Linked DNA regions of Mus musculus: region 2 is linked to region 1. The links are chromatin contacts, called in public Hi-C maps. All regions are on one chromosome and are shown on one strand. Each heading gives the region's core, a stretch centred on a gene start, on an enhancer-like site or on the middle of the called end of the contact. The rest is flanking DNA. Distances are from core to core; before and after follow the strand shown.

The links. A called contact is a pair of places that touch in the nucleus more often than the background predicts.
Region 2: a Hi-C map of B cells shows a contact between it and region 1, with 7 read pairs. The contact joins the promoter of Dffb here to the promoter of Mthfr in region 1. A contact is called at or near these places in 1 of 39 promoter capture datasets (liver) and 1 of 484 Hi-C or Micro-C datasets (B cells).

What each region holds. Positions count from the first base shown.
Region 1 is chr4:148,034,819-148,041,874 of GRCm38.p6, forward strand. Mthfr (methylenetetrahydrofolate reductase) reads left to right here and starts at 4,259. Exons shown (of 12, transcript NM_010840.3): 1 at 4,259-4,314; 2 at 6,766-7,011. The coding sequence starts at 6,779. Clcn6 (chloride channel, voltage-sensitive 6) reads right to left here and starts at 3,995. Exons shown (of 23, transcript NM_011929.3): 1 at 3,863-3,995; 2 at 3,096-3,155. The coding sequence starts at 3,949. RefSeq lists promoters at 3,709-4,347, 4,158-4,347, 4,600-6,393, 6,120-6,393.
Region 2 is chr4:153,971,312-153,978,367 of GRCm38.p6, forward strand. Dffb (DNA fragmentation factor, beta subunit) reads right to left here and starts at 3,770. Exons shown (of 7, transcript NM_007859.4): 1 at 3,556-3,770; 2 at 3,258-3,384; 3 at 1,469-1,657; 4 at 270-349. The coding sequence starts at 3,678. Cep104 (centrosomal protein 104) reads left to right here and starts at 4,250. Exons shown (of 22, transcript NM_177673.2): 1 at 4,250-4,286.

The DNA of each region.
Region 1 (7,056 bases), core at 3,009-5,508:
TGAGTGCTATGAATGGCTCTACCAATCTAATCAGACTGGGGTGGCACGACAACCCAGTCTTTCTTTCTTTCTTTCTTTTTTATTTTTATTGTTTTGGTTCTTCAAGGCAGGGTCTTACTACGTAGCTTTGGCTGTTCTGAAACTCACTACATAGACCAAGCTGGCCTCAAACTCAGAGATCTGCCTGTCTCTGTCTCCCAAGTGCTTTGATTAAAGGTGTGTGCAACCACAGCCAGCTTCCTACCACTTTCGGCAGGCAAATGCAGCCCCCAACCTGGGGATCTGTTGCTGCCTCCAAATAACCAGTGTCTGCTGGAGATCTTCTTGGGGTGTGGGCAAAGAAGCCTCCTGCAGCTGGAGTCAAAAATGGGGTACAGGGTAAGGTGAGAGGGAGAGGAAGTTCTTTCTCTGAAGCCTCTGTCTACCTAAGGTCAGGATTTGCCACAGGACAGTCAAATGCTGGGAATCCCTCTCCAGACTTCCTGTCAACAGGGGCAGATAATGGAGACAGAATCACAAGGCAGGACAGAGATCTAGCAGCCAGCCCAAACTGTCCCAGCAACTATCTGTTCTTTAAACCCAGTCACCTGTCTACCCTAACATCCATGTAAAATCAAATAGAGATAACTCTATTTTAAATGTCAAAATTTTAAAAAATGAAAACCAAGCTCTCTCTTCTGAAGTTGCCTATACCTATCTGCCTGAGAAGAATGCTATCCTATCTCTCTCTCCTGCTGTGCCTGGCTCTCAGGTATGTACCCGCCTCTCTGTCTTAATCCAGCCATGGCAAGTTTATTCCCCCACCCACCCACAGGGAGAGATGGGAATGGCCTTTGTCCCACACCAGGGCTCCACAAACAAGTTTCAGCTATCCAGAAGAAGCAAATCTACAGAGGCAGAGGATTAAGGGCCACCTACACTGGGTGTGCCCCTAATACGGATATACGGCTGTACTGGAGGCCATCTAGGGGTACACAGAGTGACCATGTCTTAAAAAAAAAGAAAAAGAAGGGGCTGGTGAGATGGCTCAGTGGGTAAGAGCACCCGACTGCTCTTCCGAAGGTCCGAAGTTCAAATCCCAGCAACCACATGGTGGCTCACAGCCACCCGTAATGAGATCTGATGCCCTCTTCTGGTGCTGTCTGAAGACAGCTACAGTGTACTTACATATAATAGATAGATAGATAGATAAATAAATAAATAAATAAATAAATAAATAAATAAATAAATAAGAAAAAGAAAAAGCTGACTCGATGGCTCAGTGAGCAAAACCATAGACCCACAACCTGAGTTCCATTCCCAGAACCCAAGTAAAGATCAGAAAACTAACTCCACAGACCTCCACATGTGACCCCTTAACAATAACAACAGATTTTAGCCGGGCGTGGTGGCACAGGCCTTTAATCCCAAGCACTCGGGAGGCAGAGGCAGGCAGATTTCTGAGTTCAAGGCCAGCCTGGTCTAAAGAGTGAGTTCCAGGATAGCCAAGGCTATACAGAGAAACCCTGTCTTGAAAAACAAAAACAAACAAACAAACAAAAAAACCCAACAGATTTTATTTTTATATGCACAAGTGTTTTGCCTGCATGTATATATGTGTACCACATGCATAACTATTTCCCACAAAGGCCAGAAAGGGACACTGAATATCCTAAAATCGAATACAGATGGAATTGAACCCAGGACCCCGGGAAAAGCAATCAGTGCTTTTAACAACTGAGCCATCTTTCCAGCCCCTAACAATAAGTTTTAAAATTAAAAAAGAAAAATGTCATCCCCCTCCCCCCCATCCCAAATAAATACAAAAAGCTGCTCAGAGGGCTGGCCCTTAGATGTACGCTGAGCAGACTTCCCTGATTAGTGTCTGAATGAATTTGCTCTTATGAACATAAAACAGTTGGGGCGTGGTGGCACACACTTTTAATCCTAGCTCTTGGGAGGCAGAGGCAGGTGGATTTCTGAGTTTGAGGCCAGCCTGGTCTACAGAGTGAATTCCAGAACAGCCAGGGATACACAGAGAAACCCTGTCTCAAAAAGAAAAAATAAATAAATAAACAAAACAGCATAAAACAAACAGCTTCCCACAAACTTGTATGTGGAGATGGCTAAATGGGAAACATTAAAGATTTGAGTGTAAAATCACTAATCCATAAAAAAATTCACATGAGGGGCTGTCGAGATGGCTCAGTGGTTAAGAGCGCCGACTGCTCTTCTGAAGGTCCCTAGTTCAAATCCCAGCAACCACATGGTGGCTCACAACCATCTGTAACGAAATCTGATGCCCTCTTCTGGAGTGTCTGAAGACAGCTACAGTGTACTTACATATAATAAATAAATAAATCTAAAAAAAAAAAAAAATTCACATGAACATTCTATCAGCCTAAGGCAAGCGAGCTACAAATGGGTGTGACAGAGTTACTCAAAAGGTTGGATAGGGAAACAAAAATGTTGGATAGGGAGGCTGGAGAGATGGCTCAGCAGTTAAGAGCACTGACTGCTCTTGCAGAGGTCCTGAGTTCAACTCCCAGCAACCACATGGTGGCTTATGACCATCTGTAATAGGAATCCGTGTCCGAAGACAGCTACAGTATACTCATATACATTAATTAAATAAATAAATCTTTTTCAAAAAATAAGAGGTTGGGATAGGATTGATGGAGCAGCCTTTGTGAGTCTCCAGAAGAGCTCTTCCCATCTCAGCCTCCCAAGTCCAGTGGCAAACTAAAAGGAACCACAACATGTGGCCCCACACTCTTCAAAGTTTCATATCTGAAACTGGAAACTATAATCCAGAATAGGGCAGAAGAGAGAGAGGCAAGGTCTCCTCACAGCTCACGAGAGAGACTGTTTTGAGCACTCACAGGGAAGAGCTTCGACCCTGGGTCCCTGGAAGGTTTAATGGCAAACACGCTCTATATCCAGGCAGAACTGGAATGCATCACCACCAGACTGTGGGACCAGGTTAAGGACTTGCTAGGCAGTCATCTCCCCCATTCCCTGAGGCAGAGGGTCAAAGAGCATCTCTGGTTGGAGGCCTGAAGCACTCAGTCCTCTCACTACACCAGTTACCCAGGACAGCATCTGGAACACCTCACCTCATAGTCTTTCCTTGGAAGAATCTCATCCTCTTCTTCCTGTGTCTCCCCAAGGATGGTCTAGAAAAACAGATTCACAGAATGGAGATCTTTTAATGGGTTAAGGGTACAAGGAGGGTAGTATTATTAAAATCGAAATTAGCTAGAGCCATCTTCAAAGAGGAACAATGTTTCAAAACCATGAGCTCTACATTTCTATTGATCGGCGAATTCTTTAAATCGTAATGCTCACCTTCAGGACACCTGAAAGATGTCTGATGGCAGCTTCGTTGGAGGAGAAAATTCGTGTTTCATTTGACAATAGACTGACTACGGAATCGGGGGGAATGAATCAATTCTGAGAACACAACTCAAGTTTTCCCAGCTTGCTTTGCACGGGGAAGCTGGATCACCAGTGACCCAGAAAGAGTGAAGGGTAGAGAATAAGAACAGGCCAGAGAAACTACACCAACGGCATGGGCGTCACGTCCCGCGCAAGGGCTCATTCTACAATGCTTGCTTCGTTCAAAACTCAAAGAGAATATGGACGGCATTAATTCAAGCTGGCCGAGGCCCTCCCTCGGAGTCCAGAGAGAGGTTATAGAACAGAACTCTGGCTGGGGCACGCGGAGGTAAGCTGGATGCTTCCCGAGCCCAGGCAGCGGTCTCCGGGCCCCACCCGCTGCCACCTGCAGGCGCGGTCCGGCGCGGCCCCACCCCCGGCAACGCCTCTTGTCATCCTGTCATCCCTCCGTAGCCACCCCTTCCCCAGCCAGGCAGCCGCTCACCAGCTCCTCGGGGGTGCGGCTCTCCCGTTCACCGCAGCAGCAACACCACCGGCAGCAGCAGCACACGGACCCCCTGCACCCCGCCATCTTCCTCCTTTGCTGCCGCTCCGGACCACCTAGGCCAACCCCCCTCCCACCCAGGATCCGCGCCTCACGTGACTGGCCCCGGGAGGGTCACGTGGCCCTCTCGAGCTCTGGGTCCGGAGACAGGGAGTGGCTGCAGACGGGTGGGGCGAGGGCTCGCGTCACATGACGCAGTACTTGGCTGGCTTCCCCTGAGACCTCTGGGCGCGGCCATGTTGGGGCGGGACTTCCGGCCGTCGTCTCGTCTCGTAGATGTGGCTTCCGCCTGCCGCTCGTCCTGTTTCCCTTAGCAACCGACAGCTCCGCCCCGCCTTCTTCGCCAGCCCTAGGGAGGTGGCACCCTCGCCGCCACCGATCTGACGCAAGAGGTAACGCAAAAGGCTTGGGACGCTGCGGATAGATTCGCAGAGTCGGGAACACACCACCGCAAGCTAGACCTGTGGGCAGGCGGTTAGGTGCTGGCCGGCCCTTTGCACGTGAAGGCTCCTTAGGGCCTATGAATACTCATGGAGGCTGTCACCCCAGCCCCACTACCTGCAGGAAGGTATCTCAAAGTTAAAGGAATCCTGGATCTGGGGCAGTGATCCAGACCCTGCAGCCTTCTGGGACCCGCATCCCCGCCACGGCCTGTGACCCATTGACCAGGTGACCCGATTACCATCCCTCAGGCCATGGTGGCTGCCTGCCATAGTGTCTGTCTGTCTAGCTCTCTCGCTCGCTCTCTGGGATTTTGTTTGGTTTGGTTTGGTTTTCGCGACAGATTCTCTGTGTAGCCCTAGCTGTTCTGAAACTCTCTGTAGATCAGGCCTCGAACTCCGAGATCCATTGCCTCCTGCGAGCTGAGATTAAATATGTGCGTTGTCATGCCTGGTTGCCATAGTCTCTTAAACCCATCTCCCTGACAGCATCTGGAAAGGAAGAGTGGACCGACCATTAGTTTCAACGCCCAGGTGTCCATAGCATCCTGCAGTTCACATGCATCTATCACAACTCTTCCGGGAGTGGTGGGCTCAGTGTTTGTCAGTCTTATTTAAATGATCAGTAGGTGGCAGCGAGGCATTTTGAGATTGGTGTGGAGGTCTTGGCAGTTTTGAGCCCAGTGAGTACTGCCTGTTTTACTACTCTGCCAGGCACTGGCGATGCCACGCCTGAGACTGGTCTTTCTGGTCCAGTCACAGGCAGGGGACTGGACAGTAGAAGGGTAAACAAATTTGTCGGTTCACAGGCTCATCCTTGTGTGATTTGGGAGCTCAACTAATAATGGATAGGGGGTGGGAACTGTTAGAAATGCTTAAACCGAGCCGGGTGTGATGGCGCACGCCTTTAATCCCAACACTCAGGAGGCAGAGGCAGGCGGATTTCTGAGTTTGAGGCCAGCCTGGTCTACAAAGTGAGTTCCAAGACATCCAGGGCTCTACAGAAAAACCCTGTCTCGAAAAACCAGAAAAAAAAACAAAAATGCTTAAACCTTGGAGCGGTTTGCTGTGCCTGAGTCAGCTCCTCCGGTTTTGTTCCAGCAGTGAAAACGAGGCATTTCCCTTGGGTGGAGGAGGAAGGCCTTTGAAGGCCTTTCTCACTCTCCATGAGAACCTGGCAGTTTTAGGTCAGAACAGAAGTGGGACAGATAGATTGGGAGTAACACTGGCACTAAGTCTGGAGTCCAGGAGGGGAAAGAGCAATGGATTTCTTCCGATTCTTGAAGCTGAGACCCAAAATGGTACACTGACTTAAGAGGTGGAAGTTTCTGGAAAGAAACAAACCTGACCTGGTTTCTCTGTTGCTCCACGTCACCACACAGATAGCCACTACTGTGCTGGCCCACTGCTGTGCAGTGGTAGTGTTTGCTTCTTTTCCAGACTAGACTGCAGTATGGCCCTGTGCCCTGTTGGAAGGGCGTATGTGGTAGACTGTGGTCACTGATCCTTTTGACTTAATTGGCGTGTTTAGGGAGAGCTGCTACCAGGGCAGGCACAGATGGAACAACCTTTGTTCAGAGTTGGACATAAATCCATCCCTACCCTCGGTGACTTCAGTCCACCTGCCTCTGCAGCCCAGCCCGTGGCAAGTTCTAGCTCACAACACAACAGTCTTTTTGAAGTAGTGTGATCTCAGGAGATCTGGCTGCTTGGCCATGCTGCAGAAAGCCTATATAACACGTTCCAGGCGAAGCCAGCCACAGTGAGCTGTTCTTTCTTTGGTGGGGGAAATCTAGTGATCCTGAATGGCTAATAGCTAATCTCTAACCCCTGCCTGCCCACTCCTCCCCTCCCCCACTCATCTTCCTCCTTTGACTTGCGCCTGAGCCTTCTCCAGCCGGGAAACCTTACTCCCGCCCCTTTGCGTGGCCCCAGCTTCAGCTCGGGGCTCTTTGTCACAGCTCCGCCCAGTTGGGCACACCCTCCAGGAAAGGTTCCTTCCCCACTCACTCTGGGTCTGAGCAGATCGGGATGAACCATCAAAAAGCCAAGGTCCTCCCAGCTGGGCACTGTTATCCATCCCTGGGGATGTGGGCCTCAGAGGCTGGCTGCGTGAGGCTTTCTGTGCCACCCTCTATCAGGTAGCTGTCGCCTACGATCCGATCTGTGAGCTGAAGGACCCAAGAGCCGCTCAGTGGGAGGTGGTCATACAAAGAGGCAGACGACAGCAGGGGCGTGGGGGGGAGGGCAAAGCTCTTGGAGCCTCTGGGTAGGAGCTGCAAGACTCTCACCCGTGCTGACTGATGAAGCAGTGACTGCCACCGGAGCCGCCTGCTCAGGTGTTGGGTGTGCATGGGGTTTGGCTACCAGCCCTCTAATACCCCCGGCCCCCACCCTCTACAGCAGGAATCCAGCCATGGTGAACGAGGCCAGAGGAAGTGGCAGTCCCAACCCGCGATCTGAGGGCAGCAGCAGTGGCAGCGAGAGTTCCAAGGACAGTTCAAGATGTTCCACCCCCAGCCTGGACCCAGAGCGGCACGAGAGACTCCGGGAGAAGATGAGGCGCAGAATGGACTCTGGTGACAAGTGGTTCTCCCTGGAGTTCTTCCCCCCTCGAACTGCTGAGGGAGCTGTTAACCTCATCTCCAGGTGAGTAGGGAGGTTAATCGCGGGGGTCGGCAGGCTCAGGGGAGC
Region 2 (7,056 bases), core at 2,520-5,019, 5.9 Mb after region 1:
CTGTCAAACAGAAGAGCTAAGGCTGAGGCCTCTGACCCTAACCAAAGGACACAGCCCAGAAAGGTTTTAATGCCTGCTGGACAAGGGGTCAGAGACTAAAGTGCAGAAGAGACCAGACGCACGGGACAGGAAGGTCCTGCCTCTCTAAGGTGCCTTCTGCTGACTTAGTAGCAACCTTACAGATATGCATCAGCAGAGGGGTGACAACCCCACCAACGGGTCCCCATCTTGTGCTGAGCACTCACGGCATGACCTGAATGTGGCCTTACCTCTCTTAGGTAACCCCGGATCCGACTCTCACAGCTGTATCTCAGATAGCCCGACTTATTCCTGAATCTCGACTCCAAACCTGCAAGAAGGAGGACGCCCTGAAATCCACAGGCAGACTACGGCCACTTTCATGGTTTGCATCGTACCCATGCATGCACATGCAGAGGGCAGAGGTCACCACTGGGTGTCTTTCTCTATGACTCCCCACTAAGCCTGGAGCTCACTGTTTGCGCTCTCCTGGCCAACCAGGAAACCCCAGGTATCTGCCTGGCTCTGTCCCCCAATACTGAGGTTAGACAAGTACCACCACTCCTGGATTTCACATGGGGGCTCAGGATCGAAACTCGGATCATCGTTCTTAAGCAGCAAGCACTGCCGCTGAGCCATCTCCTTAGGCAGTTGTTTCTCGCCATTATTCCGTAGAGACCAGCCAACTACTACTTTCCCAGGATTACATTGCATCAGGTACCTTAAATCACCTAGGGATGATATGAAGTATATGGGAGAGATCCCAGAAGTTTGCTGGCCAGTCAGTCTAGCCTATTCAATAGGCTCTAGCCAATGAGATTCTTTTTTTTTTTTTAAGATTTATTTATTTATTATATGTAAATACACTGTAGCTGTCTTCTGACACACCAGAACAGGGCATCCGATTTCGTTACGGATGGTTGTGAGCCACCATGTGGTTGCTGGGATTTGAACTCAGGACCTCTTAACCACTGAGCCATCTCTCCAGCCCCAAGATTCTGTCTAAAGGACATGAATGGTATTCCTGAGAATGCTACTCAGTTAATCTCTCTCTCTCTCTCTCCCTCCCTCCCTCTCTCCCTCCCTCCCTTTCTCTCTCTCCTCTTTCCCTCTCCTTCTCTCTCTCCTCTCTCCCTCCTCTCCCTCCTCCTCTCTCTCTCTGTCCTTTTCCCCAACTCTCTCTCCTCTCTCTCAAATGGTAAGGTGGTAAATTCTAAGTTCCATGCATTTCCAGGCTGCCCAGGACACTGCCTCAAGCCAGGAGTCCTGGCTGGATACCTTCCCATGGACACCTTTTGTTATCCCTCACTCCAGAGGCCAGTCCACCCTTGGTTGAGAAGTATTGGGATCTGAAATAGACAGAGATCTCCCTGAGCCTCTCTGCTCCAAAGAGGCTCTTCTCTGTTTGCTCCAGACACCCTGGCCACCATGGTCATCCCAGGCCACATACCTTCAAACCAGGATGGGTCCTGCTCCCGGGTCTCTGCAGTAATATTCTGGCTCACGTGATGCAGAAGATCGGCCAGCAGCTTTTGCCTCAGTGGGGCCTGCTCATCTGACAGCAGTTGCCGTGCAGCCTGGATGACGCCGGCATGTGGCTCATTAAACACACTGAGGAAACGTGTGATGTCACTCACATCTGTCACCACCAGGAGACAAACAGAAACACATTCATGCTGTTCTGGCTCCAAGAATTCAACCCAAAGACTGCCAGACATCAGGACTCTGGGGTCACCAACCCTTTCCCTGACCTGACACCCCCCACTGCAGTGATACTACAATTCCTCTGGCCACCTTCTGTCAGGCGAGGGTTGTAGTATCCTAGAAAAGCAGCACACTTGGTCTTTTGTCCTTCTCTCCTCCATACCAAGTCACCTCCTTTGGCCATCTCCTTAGGACCCCATTTTCAGACCTCCCAAGCCCTCTCCTTGGAGTCTTTGCACAAGTGCCTATGGTGAGCTTTCCCATCAAACTAAACACCAAGTGCATTCTACAGAGGGTCTTAACCAAACAGGAGCAAACAGAATTCAGTAACACTTAAAAAGCACAGGCCACAGCCAAATGAGGTTGCAAGTCTGGTTTGTACTCAGAACTCAGTGAGATCCACTGTGTTATTAACAAGCTGAAGAAGTAAGTTCTTGTGATACCAAAGGATGCAGAAATTGCAGGAAGAAACCTCAGACAGCCAGAACTTGACAAGAGGTTCCTGGAGCAAATGCACCATGAAGTGATCATCTGGATCTATCAAGGTCAGAACTCTGGAAGCTGGTTTTGGGGGCACGAGCTTGGAATGTGAGCAGTTGGGAAGTAGAGGCAGGAGAATCACAAGTTTTAGACCAGCCTCGGCCACATGTAGCCTTGTCCTCCCCATTTCCCTTGCAAATCTGAACCTTTTGCTCTAGTACAGAGCATGGAAAGAGCAAGGCCGGTTAGCTATGTGGTTGGAGCTCAGTTTCAATAAAGACAGTGAAAAGCTACACAGCGGGAGATATTTGAAAACCACACTATCTTACATCGAAGTCATAACCAAGATATTCTGGAGGGGGGGGGGGCTAAATATTTAAACAGCTTTATAAATCCGACTAAGAAACACAAAAAACGCGAAGAATCGCTTCTCTGAAGAGTGCCTTCAAGTGGTAAATAGGAAGATAATACCCAATCCCATTAGCCACCAGGGAAATTCGGATTAAGACTACAATGATCTGTCATCACACCTACCTAGAATAGCCTGAATGAAAACCATGATACCTGAGAGCATTTCAGCACACTGGTCGAAGTACAGCCCGGAGCAACAGTGAATGGAACCAAGACCTGCCCTGCCCTGCCCTGCCCTGCCCTGCCCTGCCCTGCCCTGCCCTGCCCTGCCCTGCCCAGCCCAGCCCAGCCCAACCCAGCACAGCACAGCACAGCACAGCACACCACAGCACAGCACAGCACAGCACACCACAGCACAGCACAGCACACCACAGCACAGCACAGCACAGCACAGCACAGCACAGCACAGCACACCACAGCACAGCACAGCACACCACAGCACAGCACAGCACAGCACAGCAGCACCGACCCCAGTCTCAATCCTTCCCTTGCCCTTGGCAGTTTCAAAATTAAAATCAAAGTTCTTCAGCAAAAGCTTTTGGCATTCAGAGCCTTTAACCAGATCTTCTGGGTTCCTGCCCGGGCCCCTCGACGAGGCTTTAAACCGTGTAGGTCCCTCCCATCTCCAAAGTGTTCCTACTCACAGCCATGCCAGGTCTCGCCAGCGGTGAGCAATAGGAGCTCAGCGTCGTTGGGAAGGCCCGGGAAGCAGTCGTCCGTCACCTCCGTGCCATCTTCGTACAGGCACAGCCGGGAACCGGGCATCGGGAGCTGGAGGACAAGAAGATCAGCTTGTCCCACAACAGTCTTGGCTTCCAGACAGCCAGCTCTGCGTACTGTAGAAGCCTAGCGCCTGTCCAAGCCCACCCAAGAGGATGGAAATCGTAGGGGTGGAAGCCAAGGTGCCCGCCGCGCAGTGCTTGCCCGGAATGCAAGACCCACCTGGAAGCGGACGCAGCCCTTACGCAGCAGCTCCTGGCAGCTCCGGGCCGCCACGCCGAACTTGCAGGCGCTATGTAGGGCTCGCAACTTGACGCATTTGGGTTGGCGGAGCACCGCGCACATTGCAGGGCTGCGGTACCGTAGCGACACTGGACTTGTAACGTTCCTGCCCGGAACTGTGGTGCGTAGACGCGGCCCGGAACTCTTTTCTCTACGTAGGTAGGTGCAACCGGAAACGTCCGACTGCAGGACCTGTCCCCAGCCAGAATCCTCGAGGCCTGGATGCGCACGCAGGCGCCGGCGGGCGGACGCGCAGGCGTACCGCGCGGGCCGGCCTGGTTGCTATGGGAGCGCAGCTGCGGCCCGGGCCCTGGGCAGAGGCAGCCCGGGCTGCTCCTCTGCTGCCCTCCTCAGAGGCCCGGGGTGGGGGCGGCTGGACCGAGACCCCTCCGAAGATAGCGGAGGCCGACATCGCAGCGGCCCCGCCTGGTCGTTTCCGCGGCGCTCTGTGACCCTGCGTGGCCTCGGTCTTCGGCAGGCACCCGGGGCGGAGGCTCCCTGACACCTGGCCTTGGAGGGACTGCGCGGCCAGTGCCTGTTCCAGGCCTCCCTGCAGCGCATCTCAGCCTTCGTGTCCGGAATCGGATTCGAGCCCCGCCTTGTCCTCGTCTGCATGCGTTACTGAACAGGAGCAGTTGCCACGAGACTAAAGACTGTAGCTCTGGCTCCGGGTAGGCTACACTTCGATCCGTGTCGTTTGGGGGTTTTGTTTGTTCGCTGGGTTTGGTTTGTTGTGCTTTTTAAGCGTTAAGATTCTCTAAAGCACTCTCAGTCCTTAAAATTACTTGGCCCCAGATCATTACTTAATATTGTAACATTTACGTTTTCTTGAAAAGAAAACTGGAAACACTTTTCATATCCTTGTAACAAAATGTTTGGAAGTTGCTACATTGAGTTCGGGTTTCTGGTTGGAAAGATGACAGGGTAAGTTCATAACCAAAAATAGAAGAGTTGGGGCTTAGTTTATAAGCAATGCTAGGGTAAATGTCAATTGACACTGCTGGCTGTGGCTGCCCTAGTGGCAGCTGGAACACCAGCCGCCTGTGGTAACCAGCTAGTAACACAGCATTGCACAGATCCAGATCTGTGGTGGGCTTTGTGAGGCGGGAAGGAACAGGAGGTGGAAGGGCTCCAGTGAGTGCATCGGCTGAAAATGTACATTTTGTAGATGTCCTTATTGAGGCCCCAGTGTTTTGGCCACGCTGCCCCCACAGCCCTCCTGCAGGGATCTTCAGTACCCGTACTTTGTTTTAGTTTTATTGGGCATACACTTGTATCTGCTGTTAACATTCTGTTCTATGCACCACAGAGACGAGGTAGACAGACCTGATTTTTGTTTGTTTGTTTGTTTGCTTGCTTGTTTTTTGGTTTTTGTTTTTTTTTTTTTTTTTTTGAGACTGTCTCACTGTGTAGCCCTAGAACTACTACATATAGACCATACTGACCTCAAACTCCGAGATCCTCCAAGTTCTGGGATCAAAGGCATGCACTACCACACCTGACACGGGCTCTTGAAGACACAGGGTCTGGTCAAGGCACTGGAGAAGTTCGTTAGATTTGACTATTCTCTAGAATTCAAGTCATAACCGGGCATAGTGTCACATACCTTTAATCCTAGTACTTGGGATGCAGAGGCAGGAGAATCTCTGTGAGTTTGAGGCCAGTCTAGACTACATAACAAGTTCTAGGCCAGTCAGGCCTAAATAAGAGACTCTGTCCCAAAAATAAAAACAAACAAAAAAAAAATCCAAGACAAGAATGGAGACTGGGGAAACAAGGTGTCCGGTCATAATTAGCACTTCTACTCCTACAATGGGGCTGCCTAGGGTTTTAAAATTAAGACCTGGAGAGGGGTGATCAAAGTTGGATTTAAAGAATGTTTGTCTTGACAGGAGCATAGGTTGAACGGGCAGTTGTACCCATCTGGAATAGAGATAAGGAAGAAGGGTGGAATCCAGTAATCCTTCATACCGTGCTGCCCTCTTGTGCTAAAGGGGAGGATGGTGGTTGAGGGAGATCAGCTCGGGGTTCAGAACCTGTGTGAACTAGGAGTGTAGCCTCACAGATTAAAGGAGAAGCATGCCAAGTCACCCAGCTATGCTTATCACTGCTCTCCGCTATTTTCTGGGTCAGTCTCCTCTACTCTGCTGCCGTTACAGCCACAGGGAACTCATGTAGCATCTTTAACAGTGACTTGCCATTCTAACTCTTAATAATTTAATACATACATACCCCAAAACACCAGCAAATGCCAGACAGGCATTGATTCTTGGGATGGTCCTTTTCAAATCCAGTGGAAGAGAAAGATCTAGATTACACATCAAGTGTGTTCACATGAGCCGGATTTCCTGTGGGATAGTTTGGATGTCAGAGTCTATAGAGTATTTCAATGTTGTATCTTATTCCAAGAAACTTCCAATGGACTTCTTTGTTCCGTGTTAGGAGCAGTGGTTTTTCTTCTGATGGTTTACTTCAGCATCTTGCTTAGCAAGTGTTTGATTGGCTTGGTAACTAAGAAGTAACCAAGGGGCCATAAGCACTTTGGGCTCTCAGTATGATCACATCTGAGGACCTGTGTGTTGCTGCTCTCTGTCAGTGCTGCCGCCCAAAGTTAGCTCCACTTGGGCAGGCCCTCCACTGCTGTTGGCCTCGGCAGCTCTGGATTCCAGTGCTAGGAGCCTCTGTGGGGAGAAATCTCCTTTGCTGTGGTCTCTAGATAGTCCTGAGGTTGAGTTTCTTCTGGGCAACACATACGTATGTTCCCATTCATAAACCTCACTGTGTAGGGGTATGGGATTCATGGACTGTCCAAGCCTAGGAAAGCTTGCCCCAGCAGGCCCCAGCCAGGGTTGGAGGGAAGTACAGAGTTGCCATAGCCAAGCTCACTCTATTGTTTTTCAACATGGAGAGCAGGGGGCAGTAAAGCAGACATCACAGCACCACAACCTCCAGATGAGAGGGGTGAGCTAGGATCACAGCATCACATCCTCCAGATGACAAGGGTGAGAGGTAGGATACAGGGCCATTCCCTGAAAAGTCACAGTGAAAGAATTTTTCAGCCGGTTGTTCTTCCTCAAGCTCCCTCAAGCTTGGCCATATCTCTCCTCAGCTTGGCAACTTAGCTTGCAGCAGTCTCTGCGTTAGAATAAGCAGTGTTTGCCTTCCCTCACTAGGACTGGGGGGGGGGGGGAGGAGAGGCTGTCCCTGCTGCCTGCCCCATGCCCCCACTAAGGGCCAGAGCCCATCCTTGCCCAGCTTGATTTTCCAGATCCAGGGGGGAAATGACAACTACTTGTGCCATTCTGGAAGGGGAGGGGAGGTGACCCAGCAAGATGCTCTATTGGGCTTCTCTGGGTGGTTTTCCACATACTGTAGGGATCTGGGAGCCTGCAAATGATCCTGGTCCAGCTAGTTCTTGAATTAAATTTGGAAATGTCCAGA